2 separate regions of the Mus musculus genome follow, and region 2 is linked to region 1. A link is a contact called in public Hi-C data. All regions are on one chromosome and are shown on one strand. Each heading gives the region's core, a stretch centred on a gene start, on an enhancer-like site or on the middle of the called end of the contact. The rest is flanking DNA. Distances are from core to core; before and after follow the strand shown. Region 1 overlaps Clec16a (C-type lectin domain family 16, member A). Region 2 has its middle 15 kb from the start of Rmi2.

The links. A called contact is a pair of places that touch in the nucleus more often than the background predicts.
Region 2: a Hi-C map of uterus shows a contact between it and region 1. The contact joins two enhancer-like sites. A contact is called at or near these places in 1 of 15 datasets of contacts at CTCF or cohesin (CD8 T cells), 5 of 484 Hi-C or Micro-C datasets (Th2 cells, group 2 innate lymphoid cells, macrophages and 2 more) and 1 of 115 datasets of contacts at active chromatin or transcription factors (CD8 T cells).

The regions. Positions count from the first base shown.
Region 1 is chr16:10,710,275-10,718,070 of GRCm38.p6, forward strand. The region is part of intron 21 of Clec16a (C-type lectin domain family 16, member A); the gene reads left to right. Among named protein-coding and RNA genes, the nearest start is that of Gm15558, 31 kb to the left of the region's middle. Within about 2 kb of position 3,382, at least 29 of the 459 cell types and tissues checked have an H3K27ac peak or open chromatin away from gene starts, as enhancers often do. A contact at or near this core is called in uterus, where this site is marked.
Region 2 is chr16:10,846,070-10,853,865 of GRCm38.p6, forward strand. No RefSeq gene overlaps it. Among named protein-coding and RNA genes, the nearest start is that of Rmi2, 15 kb to the left of the region's middle. Within about 2 kb of position 4,747, at least 83 of the 459 cell types and tissues checked have an H3K27ac peak or open chromatin away from gene starts, as enhancers often do. A contact at or near this core is called in uterus, where this site is marked.

The DNA of each region.
Region 1 (7,796 bases), core at 2,132-4,631:
GCAACAAAGGCAGCAATCCGTACATATGGCTAGGAGGAGTGGCCAGATTCTCGGGCAAGGGTCCAGTGACCCTTCCCTGCCTTTTCCTTTTAGAAGGAGAATTCAACAGTCTATAGGCCAGGGAAGCCCCTTCCTACTCAGCATTCTCCATACTGTTTCCTCATCTTCTCCCCTCCACATCCTGCTCAAACCATTACCCAGATGTTAACTGTGGAAGGCAGATCTGGGCTTTGGTGAGTGCTAAATTCCATCTCCTAGAGTCTAGGATCTGGACTCTATCCCAGGCATCTAGGTGGTGCTTAATAAACATTGGATGGGTATATAGATGCATACACTCACATAGAGGAAGATGGGTAGGAGATGGATGGATGGATGGATGGATGGATGGATGGATATGTAAAGGAGGTGGCTGGGTGAATGAATGAATATGGAGGGAAGGAGCAGCAAAACTTTAATACTCCATTGTATATTCCCTTGTATGTGTCAGCCAGTGTTCACTGGGGATTCAGGGGAAAGCCAAGCAGATCAGTCCCTTTGGATCATGGAGGCTCCAGAACTGCCTGTCATAATCAGTGCCCTGATGTGCTGTTCCAAGAGCTGGAATAATATTCAGGAAAGCACTGTTACCTGAACTTAAGATTCAGAAAAGCTTCTCTAAGGAGAAGGATCAAATCTAGGCAACATGTGTCCCAGACAAGGGAAGCTTGGCCCATAGGCTGCCTGGATCCCTAGTAATGAAATGCTCACTGCTTATGCTAGATTCCAACTCCTAGAGTGTAGAACCCTAGACTGTGATGCTCCACAGCTGTTTGGAGTGGCCAGAGAACTCCCTTTGCCACCACTGTGGCCAGAAAAGCTGGCCTGAGGTGATTGTCAGTCTTCCCCTTCATCCAAGAGCATGTCAGCACCTGGAATGTTGTTCTGTGTTGAATCCTGTTGGGAGGAATGTTCCTGGGCTGGACCTGACTAGAATGATACACACCATGCCATGTATAAGAAAGTGAGCAGCAAAGCAGGTTGTAGGGTTGAGAAGGGCTTGCGTGACTCCCTCAGAGAGATAGGGTACAGTGCCCTTCCTCCCTAGAAAAAGTCACATCAACCCTGTGAGTGAAAGCCCCTGGATGGACTGCAGTGGGGACATTGAATCAGTTAGATGTAGTGGATAACATTGTATCAGATGGATACAGTGGCATGCTCTGGTTATTCCAGAACTCAGGAGAGGAGGTAGAAATGCCAAGAACTTAAAGCTAGCCTGGGCTACATAGCACATCCCTTTCTCTGAAAAAAAAAAAAAAAAGCAAAACAAAACAAAAAAAAAACCATTGTGTTAAAACCACAATTACAACTAGCTGGGCTGTCACGAAGCCATCACCAGGCAGCACACAAGAAGTGGATTACCTCATCTGTGTCCCATTTAGGCCATATTTTCCTTAAAGACATCCAAATGTGAAAAAATAACTTGGAACCTGCTGTACATTCCAGGACAATCTGGAAACCCTGAAGCAGTCCAGACTCACCTGGCACTCTTCCTCTTCTAAATTTGCCTTTTTCCCAATTCTTTTTGACTCTGAAGAAAAAATCCTCTGTTCTTACCAGTAAAAGAGCCTCCTGTTCCCTTTTCTTTCCTGTAAGTCATGGTAGGCTTGTATTTCATACCTTTCCAGAAGTTGGTTGGTTGTGGTCTAACCTCAGAAGCATGGCTTCTGGGAATGACATTAGCTCCACTTCTATGAGCTTTAGTGAGACTTCAGAAGCTTGTCCAAAGCTCACGCTGTGGGCGTGGGACAGAAGATGGCAGCTGTGGTACCTGCTCACTGCTCTGGAAGCAACTTCAGGTCCTGAGAGGCAGAGTGCCAACAGCTCTGTCCAGTTCATACCAGTGGCTTTTAAAAAATAGCCCCGATGCCATGGGGGCAGTTAGGGCTGGGTATGTGCTAGAGGCCAAGACTCGAAGCCTGAAGGGCACTGTACCATGCTCCAGTGACTGTTTTCTGAGAGGTTCCTGCATCCAGCTGCCATGCTCATCTGCACAGTGACATATGACATGAATAACTTCACAGGGGTAGGCTTCACTTCTCTAGTACTTTCAGGGGATTCAGTCCATCGTGAGAGAAGGGCAGCTCACCACACTACATCCAGGAAACAGGACCATGTATGGACCAGCAAGATTACTTAGTGAGTAAAAGCACCTGCCACCAAGTCTGATGATCTGAGTGGAGGTAGGAGAATACTGACCCTTCCCTCCTGCTATGGCACGTGTGCATACATACACATGTGCACACACAAATATAGATTGACAATGAGAGACCTGTTCTGTTGGTTTCCCCTGCCTTTTCCATCTGTCCCCCCAGCCTATGGGATAGTGAATGCCATATTACCTAATTGTCTAATAAATGTCATCACAGACACACCCAGAGTATATTTACTAATCTCTTAAGGAATTTTCATCCCAATCAAGATGAACCATCACATAAACACTAAGTCTCAAGGACCCAGTCCCTATCCAGTGTCAGACATGACCCCATGTCTGTTTGTCCTTGTTGGAACACAGTGTTCCTGAGACAGACAGCAAAGCTGTTCACCTTGAGGTCACAGGATACTGGTCATAAAAGTTGGGGAAGAGGAACGGAGATGAGCTCTACCCATCAAAAGCACATCTCACTTCCTCCGTCCCCTTCTTACCTACTGTAGCCTAGTCAGTTGTCAGATCACTAATGGATTAATCCAGTATGGAGTGAGAACCCCATTGTTTTGTCCCCTATGGAGGCCTGCCTCTGACCATTTCTGCATTGCAGTCCAAGCCGTCCATATACAAGTCTGTGGGAGTTACTTGATATCCATGCCTTAAAATCACCACTTGGACTCCCTCCCCTGCAGTGCTGACCCTCCCTGAGGGTGGCCATGAGAACACATTTGCCTCCCAGGATACTGAGCAATTTGGATGATGAGCAAAGAGCTGGCAGCCACCCCAATGTAACTAGCAATGGGCCTCTGTACTTTGCATGTCTGACAGGTGATGTGCCCTGCACACAGGCCCCCAGGAGTTCCAGAAGGAGCCTCTGCTGCTTGCAGAAGGCAGGATGTGCTTCTATCCAAAGAAGTGCTTTGGCGATTATTTATTAATTGAGAAAGGGAAGAAAAAAATAATAGGGTTTCCTGGAAAGGGATAAAAGTTCAATATGATAAACTCCCGAAAAGCAATCAAAGGCCAGAGAGGGCAGGAAAATAAAGGACAGAGAGAGTTGGAGAGATGATGAATCAGAGTGGGGCACGTTAGCTGTCAGGAAAGGGGCTGTATTTCATAGCCATGGGGGCGGGGCAGCACTGCGGAACTGCCAGTGGGAGACTGCCAGGGCTGCAGGGCAGGGAGGCAGCTTGCCCCACAGAGGTCACCAAGCCCTGCTGACATGAAGGGAACAGATGGACCAGTCAGCTCTTTCATGTGACTACAGGCAGCATTGCCTTAATTTTTGTGCTTTAGTGAGTGAACACAGAAAATTACCTATGAAACTGCAGCTACAGGCAGCTCACTCCCAAGCACCCAGCACTCATTACAAGAGAGTTGCAAACACTGCAGGTCACTGCCTGTCCCTGCCCTCTGTGTGTGTGTGTGTCTGAGTGTATCTGTGTCTCTGTGTGTAGGTTGCCCAAGAGGCTCTTAAAAATCTTCAAACAGTCTGGCACAATGGCCTGGTGGGTAAAAAGCTTGCTGTACAACCAAGAGGACCTGAGTGCAGATCCCCAGCACCTGTGTGAAAAGCTGGCCTAGTTTCGCACACATCTTTGCACATAAACCTTAGCACTGGAGACAGCAGGAGGTGCGTGTGAACAAGAGGCTCACTAGAGTTCACTGGCCAGCCATCTAGCCAGTCCATGACTGCCGGGTTCAGTCAGAAATTCTGTCTCAAAAAATTAAGGCAAGAACCAGGCAGTGGTGGTGCAGGCCTTAGTCCCAGCCCTCAGGAGGCAGAGCATGTGGATCTCTGAGTTTAAGGCCAGCCTGGTCTACAGAACAAATTCTAGGACAACCAGGGCTGCACAGAGAAACCCCATCTTAAAAAGCCAGACAAACAAATGAGAAAAACAGACAAACAAACCAAATAACAACAAAAAAATAAGACAAAGAATGAAAATCAACCTCTGCCATACATACATACATACATACATACATACAAACAACACACAAATACACATATACTCCATTCTATACACAAACACTCACACATACCCAGATTAATACATTACAGAATACCCTGCAGGCTTCTCTGACTGTTCTCCTCAGTTACTCTACCCTAACACCCCTCTTTCCTGGTTTCACTGACCACTTTCCAGACCCTTCCCTATGCAGCTGCATTGCATATGAGCACCCACAACCCAGGGCCATAAGTCTTTCTCCACAGCTCTGAAATCTAAATAGCTCTGAAAACCAAAATATTTTTTTCTAACTCATTTGGTGGTGAAACCAGCCCTGAACTGTTTCTGAGCTGTGGTAGAGTTAATGAGAGTTAATGCTTGTTTCCTATGGAAATGTAATGTTTGGTTTCAGCTGACCAAAGCCCAGCTGTGGGCAAGACATAATTTGTGTGTGTGTGTACTGCTTGACTTTTAATACCTAAGAATGATGATTTCCAGACTCATCTGGCCACAGAGGCGCAGGATAAGGTGCTGTGGGCATCTCTACGGTGCTCCTGGTCTGCCTTGTGAAGTTATGGTGCTGTGGGCCATATCTCTATGGTGTTCCCGATCTGCCCTGTGAGTTTATGCATGCACACTTCTGCAGCACTTTCTAAGCTTGCTTTTCTCAGACCCTGCCATGAATTAGAAATCTGGGTTGTTATTTACATGTTATTTACATTCCTTTCTGTGGCTGCATAGTATGCCACAGTGGATACTTGACCCTTTTATCCAAGTGTCCAGTGCCCCTGACTTTCACTGCCCAGGCGGCAGTGAGTATCACTGAGCACACTGCTGTGTCTGTGATTCTTACCATGTAGCCTGGAACTCTCTCTGTAGATTAGACCAGGCTAGCCTTGGACTCACAGAGGTGTGTGTCACCACCCCTGCAGACGCCCTTGCTTTAACGTGCTGTGGCTCTCATTATAAAGCCCTCTTCTTCTTCGCCTCTCACAGCTGCACAGCCTGTTGTCTGTGTTTCCTAAGACATCTGTAACAAGATGTTATGAACTGGGTGGCTTCAACAACAGATGTTTGTTGTCTCACAGTTCTAAAGCCAGAAGCATGAGATTGGAAGGTAGGTAGGATTGGCCCCTTATGAGGGTGGAAGAGAAACGTGCTCCAGGCTTCTCTTTGGCTACTGAAGATTGCTGATGTCTTTGGTGTCATTTGGCATCTTATGCAAAAGATGACATTCTCTCTCTGTCTGCTAGTGACACAGCTTTTCACCGCTGTGACAGAAGGTTAGACAGAGTCACATTAAGAAGGAAGGCTCTGTCATAACTCCAGATAGGGGTCTCATTCCATAGGCACCTTGCTCCATTACTTGCAGGCCTCTGGTAAGGCAAGAGCATCATGGCACAAGGGCATGGCAGCTGCAAAGCAGAGAGAGCAAGGCAGAGACCAAGAACAAAGTGCTGCTAGGCCACACCCACAATGACCTCCTTCCTTAAGCTAGTCTTCCCCTGTTAGTTTCTATCCAGGCCCTGCTAAAGCCGTCCATCATGAATTCATCAGTGGTCTCATCCTTTGAAAGATCAAAGTTCTCACAGTCTAGTCACTTCCAAAGCCCACATCTGCACAATGTTTTGGGGACTATTCTGGCTATACAGTTCATCGGGGATATTTCAGGTTAAAGCCATAATAGTGAATATCATTATCCAAATCTCTGTTTTCCTTTTCTTTTTTTTTTTTTTTTTTTTTTTTTTTTTTTTTTTGGAGGGCAGGTATGAGAGCAGATTGAGACAGGGTTTCTCTGTTTAGCCCTATCTGTCCTGGAACTTGGTCTGTAGACCAGGCTGGCCTCGAACTCGGAGATCCTGCCGCCTCTGCCTCCTGAGTGCTAGGATTAAAAACGTGAACCACTACTGCCCTGCCAGGTCTCTACTTTTTATAAGACAATTATCCTGGATCCATACCCATCCTAATGACTTTATCTTAACCAGCTCCATCTGCAGAGTGACCCTGTTTGCAAACCAGATCCCACTCTGAGGCCTCCTAGGCTTGTCTGGGTCAGCCAAAGTGCACCAAGTCTCCTCACTGGTACCAGTTTGATTTCTGCTTCTCAACAGATCACATCACAATGATTCATGCTTCTAGATACCCCATTTGAAGCCATTCCTTAGGGTTAAGTGGGTGCGCCTAACCTGGGCCTCGGTTCTCATGCCAGCTCTTCAGAGGTGCCACCAAGACAAGGCCCTTCACAAGCTTGTGCACATTTGCCAGCCTGGGCCCTGGAGATCCTTCTTTCTGTCACATTTTTATTTTCCTTGTCCTCTCTGCCAAGAAAGAGAGTCCACAGGTTAATAGCAAAATAGAAGCCATAGATCAGAGTGTCTGTGCAGGGCATGTTCTCTTGAAGACATAGAGACAAATAGAAATCTCAGAAATACAGGGGGCCTTTGGACACCAGACATTAAATCCATCCATGCACTCTCACTCCCAGGGCAGTGTGCCAGGACCAGGAGAAAGCATTTTCTGGTTGAGTTGAGGCTGACGAAGCCCGTGTCAGAGAAAAGCAGCTAGAGATGAAGCTTCCAAGGCACTTTGAGGCAGGCAGGGACTCTCCAGAGCCCTCCAGTTCTGAAGGGCTTTTTAGAATAGGAGCTTTTAGGCTATATTCTAGGAGCTGGAATTGGAAAGGAACCTGGGAAGCTTAATCAAGGGGGACTTCAGAAATGTGGCCTTAAAGAAGCCTGTCAGAGAACCAGAGGCTTCGTATAACTGAAAACAAAGACCCTTGTGGGGTGCTTGAGTCCTCAGCCTAGAAATCAGAGTTGGCCTACAGACACTTAGCACAGGGAGGTTCACAGAACCATCTCTTCAAGTCCATGAACTGGATATCTGCCTTCAGAGTTGCATGTAATGCAGAATTCTGTGAATCAATTCCTAGGACAGGATTCGGGGATGGACAAATTGAGCCCCTAGGCAGGGCAGACACCAACCTCAAATGCAGCGCTGCAGTGATAGCTGGGTCAAACTCTTGAATAGATAAAAAGCCCAAGAACAAGGAATACTGCTCACTAGCCCACCCTGCCAAGCCAGGTCCCGGAGGGCCTTGGTCCCCTGCAAAGGAAAGGTGCCCCCTTTTTCTATAGATAGATGTTAAGTTTCTGTTCTCACAGTTGCATCTTCAAGAAGAGTGGTCCAAATGATTCCTGGATGTCCCCGATGGCTGGCCTGGGTCCCTGACATCTGTCATCTCCTTCTCAGCTGTCTAGCCAAAGGCAAATAACTAGTGTCTCCAAGCTCCTTTCTTTCAAACAAAACACTTGTTTTCATGTGACATCCTGACATGGCTTTCACTTGGACAGGGCTGGTGATCTATCCTGTCACCATAACACTTCTGAGGCCATGCTGGTCTGGTGATGGCAGCATCTTCCCCATGGCCTCCCTCTGCCACTGCTCCTTGTGGGGAAGGGGAGAATGTCCAGCCTGTCAATATTTGAACCACTGATCACCTGTGTTTGGGTACTGAGGTTAGGAGACAATTCCAAGAATCTAAACCTCTAAAAATATGGGAATGAGCCGGGCATAGTGGCGCACGCCTTTAATCCCAGCACTCGGGAGGCAGAGGCAGGCGGATTTCTGAGTTCGAGGCCAGCCTGGTCTACAGAGTGAGT
Region 2 (7,796 bases), core at 3,497-5,996, 140 kb after region 1:
CCCTACAGCAAGTGTTTTTACCCACTGAGCCCATTTGTGAGGCAGTTTCTCATAGCTCATGTCGTCCTGATGACCTTGGCAATCCTCCTGAACCCTGGATCACAGCTGTGCTCTTCTGCCTGGTTCTTACGTGCTGGAGATTAACCCAGAGCTTTATGCATGGTGGGCAGACACCCCGCCAACTGAGCTGTGTCTCCAGAGCAGGTTTTTTGTTTTTCCCTTGTTTCTCCTTTTCAGACAGGGTCTCACTACGTAGTCCAAGCTGGCCTTGATTCTCTTCCCTCAGCTCCTGAGGTATGTACTACTGTGCCAGCATTTTGGGTCCCTTGCAGGTGCTGGCATGAAGGCAGGAAAGTACTCTTCAGAGAGGAAAGATCTGGACGTATAAAAGGGCCATGGCAAAGAGTAAGTGCTAGTGTGCCTGGACAGTGACTTCCTCGATAAAGACACCAGCACAATTGCATACTTGGTTTGCGCTGAGCATCCTTTGCCTAAGAGGTGTGTCTGCTCGCCTTGCATTGCCCCAGCAGGCCACAGGGGCAAGTCGTGAGCTAGTAGGTGCCTGGTGGTGTTAGGGACAGTGTTCTTCAGAGCCAGCACCTTAATTCTTCCCTGTTGGCTCCTTGGGACTGCTCTAGAGTGGAGTATAGCACCCCCTGCTGCTTGGCCTGGGTCTGGTCTGAGCCCTAGGGAATGGGATGAGAGCCAGAGATCACAGAATGAAAAGCCACAAAATGAAGCAAAGGAACAAATAGGGCCACAAGAAATTTCACAGCCAACCACCCTGGGAGTTCTGCCCATTGTGGCCAGACAGGTGGGGGCAGAGTGGGGGAAGTTTGGACACCAGATGGGTTTCAATGGACTTGACATTCAACTCTAGTCCCTTTTATTAAGTGACTCACCTTGGGTGAGTCTCTTCATCTTTCTGAGCTCTTTAGGCTTTTTAGGCTGTTTAGGTCACTATGTAGAAGCTTAACTGAAACTCCTGAAGTAGCCCAGGTTATCCTCCAACTTGCAAAGATTGTCCTGCCTCTGCCTCTCAACTGCACCACCATGCCCAACTCTTATTGTTTTTATGAGCTATTATAATTACTATGATTGTTGTTGTTGTTGAGACTTCTCACAATTGTAGCCCTGGCTGGCCTGGAACTCACAGAAATCTGCCTGTCTCTGCTTCTAGCATGCTGGCATTAAAGGCATGCACCACTATGTCTAGTTATAAGCATTTAGAAGTATTTAGCACTTGGGCCTGAACCCAGGGTCATCCCAGGCAAGCACTCAGTCTCTGAGCCATCCCCAGCCCCTCTGCACCGTTTGCTTTCAGATAAGGTCGTACTAACTTCCCTGGGCAGCTGAGTATCTGGGATTGAATCTGAGTCACTAAGCTCTTTATAAGCAACTTCAAATTATTGTGGTTGTCCTCGTTATCATCGGGGACATGATATATATATATCATGAGGACAGGTTGCCAGTGCTTATAGGCAAGCTTACTGACCTGAGTTCATTTCAGGGAACCTACAGAAAGATGGGGGGGGGGAGCTATCCCTGAAAGCTGTCCTCTGACCTCCATATAAGTCAATGGCATGTGTATGCCCTTATATCCACATATAATAATAAATAAAATACAAGTTCAAATGGACAGACTTAGCATTATTATTATGTGCTGGGGATGAAACCTAGGGCTTCCTATATGTAGATGAATGCCCTACCTCGGAACCACATCTCAGCCCTCTGGGCTTATGTCTGACCTCTGTAGAGAAGAATGCCTGGGGTCAGAAAGAGTAAACGACTCTCTACTCTGCTGCTAAGGGAATCCAAGCAGTAGGTGACTTGTTGTTTTGTTTCATTTTGAAACAGGGTTTCTCTGTGTAGCCCTGGCTGTCCTGGAACTCAATCTGTTGACCAGGCTGCCCTCAAACTCAGAGATCGTCCTGCCTCTGCCTCCTGAGTACCCAGATTAAAGGTGTGTGCCACCACACCTGAGTGTGGCCTTTGTCATGAAGCCCCAGTGCCTGCTGGGCCCTGGGTCTGGAGACAATGGGAGGAAGATCCTTGGTTGCTGCACAGCTTGCCTTATCTCTGCTGTATGCATGCAGGCTCAGCTCATCGCAAGAATCACTTCTGAGGCTAAGGAATGTGGCTCAGTTAGTAGAGTACTTGCCTAGTGTGCGTGACGCCCAGGGTTCATTTCCCAGCATTGCATTAAACTGATCATAGTGGTACACACCTGCAGTCTCAGCGCTCAGGAGGTGGAGACAGGGGGATCAGAAGTTCAGGTCACCTTCTGCTCAGTGACTTAGATAGAGGCCAGCCTAGGCTTATAGAAGTCTTTTATTGTTTAAGTTGGAAAAAGTCCATTTTGCAACTAAGATAGTGTTCACAGGTTCTGGTTAGGGTGTCATCACAGGAGAAGAGGGCCATTCTGGCCCCTGGCTGCACAATTATCTCATAGCAAGGTTCCTGAATGCCTCCTCCCACTGTAGCATTAACCCACCTCCCCAGAGGTCATCTAGCTCAACTGAACAAGCAGGGATGTGGTGTGGACAAAGATCAGCCTAAGAAACAGAGGCCCTGTGCTGGGAAATTCAAAGCTACAAACACCTGCTCCTCCCTTCTGGCCAAATTGGGTGAGGAAAGGAAGGGCTTTGAAATCTCATTATTGACTGCACTTACCTACTTCATGCATATGTACATGCAGAGCTAGGAAGGGGGGCAGGAGGACCAGAAGTTTCAGGTCATTCTTGGCTACATTGCAAATTAGAGTTCAGCCTGGAATATATGAGACTATCTCAAAAAGAACAATGTTAGGGAATAGCAGAGTTGGTGATTGCTGTTTGGCTGGAATATTCGACTTTACCAGATGTTCTGGAACACACGTCTGGACTGTCTTGAGCTGTGTAGGATGACAGACTCATGGGGTTGCTGTTCTTGAATGTGGCTTGTGTATCTTGTGGGGTTGCCAGACACAGTGGATAGAATATACAGGCTGCCTTTCACAGGATCAATGGGATAGAAACTGTACCTCCACAGTGGGGAAAGCCAACAGACAGCCTTTTGCCAGATGATCTGGCTCTAATGTCACATGTCAGGGTGACCATAACTAAGCCCCAAGAGGCTGGAACCTAGGTTTGTTTCACTCCCGAACCAGTTCCCTTCTCTTACTTTGCTCCAGTAGAGCAGGGACTGTCCCACAGGGTCCTCGGGAATCTGGGTTGGCCCCATTACCCTGGAGAGGTGTGTGAGGACATGACATCTTCCATATGTCTGACCACTAGGATGATACAGCACACACCGCCATGCATGTAGTCACTTAAAACAACAGATTTCCCATCTCTGCTCCCATGAACCAAGTATCTCTCAGCATAGCTGGGTTCTCTGCTCAACCTCACTGGATGGGGAGGGGACCCAGAAAAAGTTTCGTCCTATTTGTTGACAGCATTTAGAACGCAAAACAATAGGACTTAGAGCTTGTTTCCTTGTCACTTATAAACTAGGGGTCCCCCAGAGCCCTCCTCTGACTTCATATCAGTATTGTGTGTCCAGCTCATCATCTTGTTTCTCAATTTCCTATCTTCCCTCTCTGGGCCCCGGGTTTAAAAGTTTTCCTTTCTTAAAGTAGTGTGGTACTTAAATTACACCAGTAAATATCTTTTCATTGGCATTTGAATACCAGGAAGAAGGTGGGTCTTTTGTAAGTGGGAGTCTTGTGTATAAAAGACTCTTAAGATCCTGCCACAGGACCTGCAGGAAGGACAACAGCATAAGGAGTTAATTCGGGTCTTGGAGGCAGTCAATGCTTTCAAATCTAGGCTCCACCACCAATCAGCAGGCTGCGAGCCTCTTGTCTGTAAAGTTTGAGCACACCGAGCTTGTTTAATTCACCTTGTTGGCTGGGGCAGACGTCCTGTTTGCTCACCTGTCACAGAGATCATAGATCCGCTTTTCCACATTCTTCAACTTGTGTGGTTGGCAGTGTGGCCCTTTAAGACCAGCAGGCTTGGTGACTCCTCCAGGATCTTGGCTTCTCCGTCTGGCTGGCTGCCCCAGACTTGGCACAGGGAAGAAATGTCAACAAAGAAAGGCCTTTTTGCCAATATGAATGTGCAATAAAACACAAATCCAATTCAAACATCAGTGCAACTGCACGTGTAGATGAGATCTGACTGAGGTGGGCTAAAGAGTGCAGCTAGAAGTTAGTTCTCACTTCCGCCCCCCTCAAAGGCTGGTGATCGAGGGAACATTTGCTGGTGGCTTCCTGATGGGAGCCCTATGTCTGTTTTTTTCCACACTCATGCTGATGCCCTTAAAAACCTTGTGAAATTATTTGTGGAAAAAAAAGGACGAGAGGCATTTTGGGTAATGGCAAAGCTGCAAAGGTTCCAACATGGGTGGTTTTATAGCTAATTGGAAAAACATGTTTCTTCCAAGTTGACTTAATCTTTTCTGCAGTGCTTGGAGCCTTGAGAGTTCCCAGAGACTTAAGGGTGTAATCGCTCCAGGGTGGTCACCCCAGTGATAGCAGGAGCAAAGAGCCCCTTCATGCCGTGCCAGCATGTGAAAGTGTTTCCAGGTCCATCTGGGGACCCTGTCAATAATAATGATTGGGGCATGGGCTAGGTGTTGGGGCTAGCAGAGCGAGAGGCCAGACTCTGGCTTGGAATTTAGTCTTTGGGGCGTAGACAGGGAAAGGAAGCTGTGATGCTGAAGGGTCTGAGATCTGTGGGCTCCCAGCCTCTGTACCACGTTCATTCCTTGGGCCTGTCACCCTTTGGCAGGGATATTTTGTTTTATTTATTCTCAGACAGGGGCTCTCTTTGTAGCTCTGACCATAATGGCATAACTATGTAGACCTGGCTGGCCTCAGACTCAGAGATCCACTGTCTGCCTCTGCCTTTGAGAGCTGGGATTAAAGGTGTATGCCTCCACACCTGGCTTGGCAGTTACCCTAAGACTTCTGAGTCAGAGGTCCCTACCTTCTCTTTCCCTTTGGGGTTCTCCTGTGCTGAGGATTCCTGGGGACAGACGATTGGCTGACCCACTACTACACCCTGGCTCCTCTGGCTCAGACCCTGGAAACACAAAGACTCGAGGCCTGTGTCTGGCCAGTGGCTGGTCTCAGTGCTCGGGTCTTAGTTCTCTTGGCTGCTGGGTTGGTGTATGTGAGTTTGGGGTAATGGTGCCCTGCAGTCCCCTGTTTCAGGATAAAATACAGGGCATGGAGCTTGCCCGTGAACAAAAGGCAGCCCTGCTGTTAGAATTTCATGGCTTTGTGGTCCGTTCCCCCCCCCCCCCCCATTCTTTCTTGAACTCCCAGAAGAGGCTTGGCAGGGAAGGAAGGGCAGTTTGGATCCCTGAGCACTGCTGGGGAATGGCCCTGCCCTTAGCTTGCTCTAGTCCTGCCCAGAGTCTGACCACGGAACTGCTGGTACGTAGGCCTCTGGCGTGGGCTGCTGGCCACCTCAGTCTGCTGGGAAGTGCCCCTGTGCTATGCTACTTTACTTGTTGCTGTTACAACCTGTCACAACCAACTTAAGGAAGGGCTTATTCTGGCCACCGTTGGAGGGCACAGTCCCTCGTGGTAGGCTTGGGGGCAGCTGGCCACATGGCATCCATAGACAAGAAACAGATGAATGGGGAGTGCGCATTTTGCCCCTTTTTACCCAGTCCAAGACTCGAAAATGAGATGGTGCCACCACTTTTAGGGTGCAGCTTCTCAGTTGAACCTCTCTAGAAACACGCCAGAGATAAGCTGACAATGAAAATTCACCAACACATGGGTCTTGTCCTGCTCAACACAGGCTGTGTGCTGGTGACAATCAGGACAGGCATGTTCCAAGGGAGGACAGACCTTAACCACAGCAAGTGTAGAGCCAGCCCTCCCCAGCTCTGGCCTCTCCTGACAGTAGTGGTCCCACCATGTGAGAGGTGGTCAGCTAGGACTTACAATAGCGGAAGGCCTGATCTCCAGGCTGCTTAAGGTGGGGTTAGGAAGCGGCCCTCAAACGTGTCTCCCCATGTAGAAGGGGAAGTCTCTCTGATCTTAACCTTTTTCTTTTTCCTTCTCACTCCAGCCCAAAATTTGATTTATTTATTATATGTAAGTATACTGTAGCTGTCTTCAGACACACTAGAAGAGGGCGTCAGATCTCATTGTGGATGGTTGTGAGCCACTATATGGTTGCTGGGATTTGAACTCAGGATCTTTGAAAGAACAGTCAGTGCTCTTACTCGCTGAGCCATCTCGCCAGCCCAGCACCTTAGTTTCTAATGTGGTGGGGACAACTAGTTTGCAGCCTTAAGGGTGTTTAACCACAAAGGGGCATTCTGACCGCTGGCAGACAACTGCCAAGGTGTGGCTGCGGGTTTCCTTACTGCCTCCCAGCCCGCCCCTCTGACGCTCCCCGGGGCCATGATTGATCTCATTGCTGTCGGTTGGATAAGTCTTTTTTTTTTTTTTTTTTTTTTTTGAGACAGGGTTTCTCTGTAGCCCTGGCTGTCCTGGAACTCACTCTGTAGACCAGGCAGGCCTCGAACTCAGAAATCCGCCTGCCTCTGCCTCCCGAGTGCTGGGATTAAAGATGTGTACCACCGATGCGTGGCTCAAGAACAGGTTTTATGCTGTGTGTGGGACCCACTGGCTTGTGTACCTTCTGCCTAACTGACGGGCTCCATGGCTGACCAAGCCTGCACTTTATGCAAACATTGAATTGCCCCAGCTGCCTGAGATGAATGGTTCTAAAGCAGGAATGGCTTCTTAATACAGGGTCACACAACTGATACTTAAGGTTGGGGGCTGGAGAGATGGCTCAGTGGTTAAGAGCACTGACTGTTCTTCCAGAGGTCCTGAGTTCAATTCCCAGTAACCACAAGGTGGCTCACAACCATCTGTAATGGGATCCGATGACCTCTTCTGGTGTGTCTGAAGACAGCTGCAGTGTACTCATATACAATAAATAAATGAACCTATTAAGGTTCAAGTTGGGAGTGGTAACGTCCCCCTTTGTCATCCAGCACTGGAGAGGTGGAGGCCTGGAGGCTTGCAAAGCTGTCACTGCCAGGTGACCTCACTACCAAGGGTGCAGAGGGATAAGCCAAACCAAAGCAGACAAATCCCATGGGCTCAGGCATTCTCACAGACACTGTGCTTGTAGTGAACCCTAGTGCAGACCTTAAATTTTCTCCTTAAAGAGACATTTCAGGGGTGGGGGGTGCCTATGTTGAAGTGCTTGCAGCAGCACAGACATGAGGCCAGGTTTGGACGTGTGACCCTGCCTGGAGCTCCCTGGCCGGCCTGTCGAGCTGAGGTTGAGGTGCCTGCGGCTCAGTGAGAGACCCTGTCTTAGAAAAACAAGGTAAGGTGAGGACTATTTACCTGAGGGGTTATACTGAGAATGTATACATATATACACATATGCATGTAACAACAATTAGGGCATGTGGAGAACAGGGGAGGGAAACTGATATGATTAAATTATAATGTCAAAAGGAAAAGAAAGAGGGCTGGAGAGATGGCTCAGCAGTTAAGAGCACTGACTGCTCTCTCGAAGGTCCTGAGTCCAAATCCCAGCAACCACGTGGTGGCTCACAACCATCCGTAATGGGATCCGATGCCCTCTTCTGGAGTGTCTAAAGATTGCAGCAGTGTACTCATATATAAAATAAATAAATCGTTAAAAAAAAAAGAAAAATGGAGAAAATATTACTAATTTATATTAAGGATGTCTAGTATGCAAAAAAATTGTTTATCTAATTCTTTGTGTTTTTAGGGCACATGGCTGAATATTCTCTGTAGTGAG